Linked DNA regions of Gossypium hirsutum: region 2 is linked to region 1. The links are chromatin contacts, called in public Hi-C maps. All regions are on one chromosome and are shown on one strand. The core of a region is the stretch at or near the end of the contact, and the rest is flanking DNA. Distances in the headings are between cores, read along the strand shown.

Region 1 (3,044 bases), core at 99-2,598:
CCCGTTTGCTATCAGCATCCTCTGGAGGCTCTTCAACAACATATCGTAGTAACTGCTCAACCTGGGCTCTATCTCGTAGACTGCACATAAAAAGTCGAGTACATGAAGAACTAGCTCTCTACTAGATTATACAAACACTTGAAAATTTAAGTCATAGCATCCAACCAATTGCAATATACTAAAAAAACTAATTAGAAAGAAAAATATTAATAATAGCAAAAAACTGGAAAAGCGCAATGTGATAGTGGAAAAATTTACAAATTGATGAGTCGACTATTTAAAGCTTTACACTCTTGGATTATTTCTTCCTCGTCCAGAAGCTCTTCCAAAGTAAAGTTCTCCTTGTCTAATATCGACTCCACCTATCAAAGAAAATCGCAGTCAACAAAACTAATCATAATTATAGTAAACAAAAAATTAAAATGAGTCACTCAACAATATTCATAAGAAAACGAGTGGAAATGGAGAATGAACATCAATTAGAAAGCAAATCCAGCAAACTATAATTAGCTTAATATATTTTCACCAATTTGATTCAATAGCAGTTATATTTCATCTTCAAATAAAAGGAACTACAGCCATTACCACACAAACTAGCTTAAAGATTTCTAAAAAACCAAAAAAAAAGATAATCATCGAATCGAGCAATGAAAATTTCCAAACAAGCGGACAAATCTAAGTCAGTGAAGCTACTCTGCTACGGCATCAATGAATCCAAAAGTAAATTAAGTATAAAAAGAAGTAAATTTCAACATAACTAAGTTAAAAGAAAAGCACTGATTCAAACCTACAAAGAAAAAAAAATCTAACCAAAAGTTAACAAGTTAATTACAACTAATAAAACTTACTCTAATAAAAGATCTTAATTAATTAACTAATTAAAATAAAATTACTCACCGGACAAGAGGCGGATAGAGATGGGAGCTTCCAAAACATGGCTAAGAACAGAAAAATAGTAGGCAGAGTATCAGATTAGATCAGTAAACCCTAAAAATTACCAGTGAATCTAGGAAATATCGAAAAATAAGGGAAAAAAGGGGAGATTCAAGAGTAAAGAAGAGAAAAATAATAATAATATTAAAATTTAAAAAAAAAACAATTTTTTTTTGCTGTTATATTATAGTGGTAGCTAAGGAAGGAAGAGAAAAATAAGCTAAAAAAACGTTTTGCAAGTGAAAAGAAAATAAAAAAAGTACAAAAAAGAAGTACTTCGATTCTCAGAAAACTACTTTTAGTTTTATGTCTATGGTTATGGCCAAGAAGAAGGGGAAGGGTTCAAATCATCATGGATGCATGTACACTAACATGCATACATACATACATATATAGTGCATCTGTCCACCAGATGGGATAGCTCATTTGGTTCTTTTTAATTCGAATTTAAATTAAAAGTTTTAAAATATTATTAGATTAAAATATACACTCTCTTTTTTAGGGCCTATTTTGCGATGCTTAACAAAAAAAAATACTTTTTTGTTTCAAAAGTATTTTTAGAAAAAAAATTATGCTAAACAAACGGATAAGAGATGAAATTTCAAGCTTTTTAAAAATGTTTTTTTAAGAGCACTCCTCTAATAAAATAATATTTTTTTTTGTACTTAATTACAAATGTATTAAAATTATTAATTAAAAATTAAAAAATATTTTTTAAAATACTAATTACAAATATTTAATGGTTATATTTAAATATTTAAAATATAGTTTATATATTCTAATTAATTTTTATAAATAATTAATATTTATTGCTTAAAATATTTGAAATTTATATTTCATATATTAAAATATTAACAACAAATTATAATAATTTCTTTTATATTTTTATTAAAATATAATAATATTAATTAATTTAAATATTATTTAAATGCATATTTGTTACTTGATAATAACATGTTCAAAATTGACATTTTATTTCTCAAAAATACTTTTTTGACAGTAATGCTAAACACTCAAACTAGCCCTTAGTGGTTGTAGTTTTATAAATTTTAACATTTAATCCATGTATTTAAAAAAATAAAAATTAAGTCATTTATATTTTAGTCCAATCATTAACATTTCAAGGATTTGTTTGAATATCATTGAGTAATTGATTAAAACAGGTAATTACAAGATAATTGTAATTCTCTAGACATGTTCTGTTGACAGAGTATAATTACATTGTAATTTCATATTAAAATATTAATTACTTTAAAAAATAATTTCTAAAAAAAGTAACAAAAATTAAAATCAAATCATTATATGTATTATATTAGTCTAAAAAATTAGTTGACTATTTGATTATTAATAAAAATAATAAGAAAAATAAAAATCATATGCAACTCTACTTGATTGTTATAGTGCGTTCTTGTTGAGTTATTCCCTTTTTAATATTTAACATATGTCCATTATCATTATCTGCTGGTTCTTGATCGAATTCGTCTGAATTTGAATCTGCATCGTTAAAATTATCTATATCTCATTCTTCCATGTACTCTTAGAAGTAAGAATTATCTCAATTCCACTTATGAATGAAGTTGTGAAATATGAAACATGTTAATGCGATCCAATTTTGTTTTTTATGCTATACTAAGGTGAAATTCTTAATATGGATTTTTTTAAAACAACAAATATCTTCTCAACAACATTTCAAAGCGTTGCACAAATTAAAGAGTTTGCAAGATGTCTATGATGCTTGTGTTTGGCACCATTTTCTTAAATTATATCATACCCCATAATATGGTGCAAAAAATATTTTATATTTACATAATTAGCATTGACCTGATAATATTTGGGTTCACAGTTCAAATAGTTCGTAACTAAAAACTTATATAAACTTAATTTGAATAAAAACTTATGCTAGGTTATATCATTTTTATAATACGTAAATTACATAAAAATAATATAAAATTTATAATATACAAGGTTTATAAAAAATTATAAATTGTCCAATAACTTTCATAACACTTCTTATAGATAATATAGTTGTTTCCATAACTTTATAAAAAAAATTATAAACAAGTTATGATTAAAAAATATATATATAACATTTTATAAACAAGTATACTATT
Region 2 (2,767 bases), core at 230-2,729, 76 kb after region 1:
CACCACGGCTTTCAGGAGTAGGTGTTTGCAATGATGTCAGTACGGGCTTCTCATTTGCTGTTGCTGACATAGATCTGTTTCGAGGAACCACCTTCGGGCAGATTGAAGTAAGGATTTTCGAGGTGGTAGCAGGAGGCTGTGGACCTGTTGGTCTAGGATTCTGACTAGGAAACTTATTGGTAAATACTACTGGCGCATTGGAGGAGTTTGCCATAGCCGTCTTTTCCTTTATTTGGTAATTCAACAGAGCCCGAGCTATCGTGATCTGTTCAAGCTCATCATTGTTCTCTGGCTCTGAAGGAGAATTTGCAGTTTCTTTCGCCACTGGAAATAAAACACAGTATTCAATTTCGAACAAACATTTATCCCTAGGAAAAATGAAACACAGACTCACATAGTTTTAGAGATGTCCAAGCTGCCATGGCTGCATTCTTTTCTGCTCGTTTCTTGTTCTTAGCTGGTTCCCCGGTGAATCTGATTCCAATTTCCAGCCAATTCAACCGTTCCCGTAAAAATAGGCAGGTGCCTGAGACCTGATCTAAATGTTGTATACTGAGGCAATGGAGCCCCAACTCTTTCTGCAATTTCCTGTAAGAGTTCTTATAAACTCCTGTCTCATCCTAACATAACAAGGCCGGATCAGTATCAATCTCAATAAAACTCGAGATATCCAGACAGGCATATTCGAGAAAATTGAGATATAAACACAACAAAAATCATCAAGAATTTGCCAATTCACTGAAGGTGCGTAGCTTCATATGAAACAATTAACTAAAATGCCTCTCATCCTTGTAGTTCTACACGATCCCCCAACCTAAGTCCAAGCACCCCATTTTGCTCGTATTTACATGCTTTTCACTATGCCGAAAAAGGCAATTCATATTAATAATGCACCAACACTCGTGTCTCAACAAAAACAATTCATACAAAATTAAAAATGATAACTTTGATCATTTGCTAAAGGAAAACTAACCGTTTCTCTAGGAAGCATTGCCAACACGAAACCGAACCCACTCTTCCCATAAAACCTGTCCCGAAAAAACACGTTCTTTTAACCTACAATAACATTTGCATATCACATTTCTTTTTCATTTTTTTTTCTGTTGCGCAGACAAATGTTCATACACCTACTTGAACTAATTAAAGTCTGCAAGAGATTGAGACACCAAATTAAATTTTGCCTTCTCTACCGTTTTATCCTGGGGCAGTCAATTGAGATGGCCTGAAATGAAACATTTTTATGACCAAAATACCCATGATTAAGCCATTAATTACACCTACAGAACCCATATAATCAAAATACAGCAGTTTCCCAGAATATCAGAGAGAAAAAAAATTGAAGAAAAATCATAAGAATCCCATTTTTATTTCCCTCAAAAATTAATTAAGTTTTCGCTTCCATCATCTGAAAAAAAGCCAAGAAAACCCCACTGCCTTCTGCTAAATCATTAACTATTGAAGGGCATTCTAGTAATTCCCTACGACTAGCTGAGCTGAACCTCCGGCGATCACGACGGCGGAGCAGGCTAACACCAATCACACCCCACGGCTCAATTTAGCATAGAAAGACCAAAAAAAAACAAAAAAAAGGCGCGCCATTAGCGGAAGATTTGAGAAAGAACTTACTAGGATTCCAGCGGCGAGGGAGCGAGAAGGTCTACGGAGAGTCGAACAATAGTTAAAATTTTTCATCACTGCACCAAATAATTATTCTACTATATTAATATACTATTTATTAATTATTTGTTAAATAATGATATTTTTATTATTATCACATCGTAATTAGTAAAATATTAATAAATTATTATATCTATTTTTTTAAAATTAGTTATTTAATAATATGGTAAATTAATTCAGAATTTTCTCGTGCTTTTATATATTATAAATATTTTTTTATTTTTAAAATATTATACTTTTATATTAATTATTATTAATTTATATTTTTAAGTTATAAAATCGATTAAATCAAAACCGAAGGTTCAAACGATTTCGTACTTTTTCGTTTTCCTTTAAAAAACTTTAGAGATTTTTTAAATAAAGTATTTTAAAAAATATATATTAATCTTATTTAATTATCTTTATTTACTTATTTCGCAATAATATAAAGATTTAATTGGTGAGTTTATTTTGAAAGAGTTAAATTTACTTACAACTTTATAATATATAGATTTTTCTTTTGTTATAAGCAAAATAAAAGTATATATCTTTATTGTAATGTAATATAAATTTTTAATATGATATTTACTTTTATTTATAACTCAAAAAAATTGTGTTTTAATATACTTAAATCTACACATATTAGTTGTTGAAATAATTGCTATAACTATTTAGGGTTTAATGATAAATTTAGTTTTAAATGTTTACATCTTTTGTCAATTTGATCTTTATTCTCTTTTTTTAGTTAAATTTGATTATTAATCTTTCAAAAATAATAATTCTACTTTTTTAGAAAGGTTGATGGTTAAATTCGATTTTTTTTAAAAGGTTAAGGGTCAAACTTAGTTCAAAAAAAGGGTCAAATTAATAAAAAATATAAAAATTAAAGGCTAAATCTTTTATTATGCCAATTAGTTATTAATGGGTTAATTATTACAACACTATGTAAAACTTCTATAAATAAAATTACGTTGCTACCGATTTTTTTTAAAAAAAATTGGTTTAAAATTGAAGTATTATTGTTAAAAAATATTTTTAAGAAGTTAAAATTTTGATCTTAGATATAATGTTGAAAAGTAAATATATATTTAAATGATATTTAAATTCATTA

What was found. A called contact is a pair of places that touch in the nucleus more often than the background predicts.
Region 2: a contact with region 1 is called in a Hi-C map of leaf, with 3 times the contacts expected there. The contact joins the enhancer-like site here to the promoter of LOC107963882 in region 1. A contact is called at or near these places in 6 of 34 Hi-C or Micro-C datasets (anther, callus, hypocotyl and 2 more).

What each region holds. Positions count from the first base shown.
Region 1 is chrA03:6,309,702-6,312,745 of Gossypium_hirsutum_v2.1, forward strand. It overlaps LOC107963882 (serine/threonine-protein phosphatase 6 regulatory subunit 3), which reads right to left and starts at 1,349. Exons shown (of 21, transcript XR_005921752.1): 1 at 1,322-1,349; 2 at 898-938; 3 at 259-362; 4 at 1-80.
Region 2 is chrA03:6,385,327-6,388,093 of Gossypium_hirsutum_v2.1, forward strand. It overlaps the pseudogene LOC107963880. Among protein-coding and RNA genes, the nearest start is that of LOC107963879, 8.2 kb to the right of the region's middle. Within about 2 kb of position 1,480, at least 6 of the 9 cell types and tissues checked have an H3K27ac peak or open chromatin away from gene starts, as enhancers often do.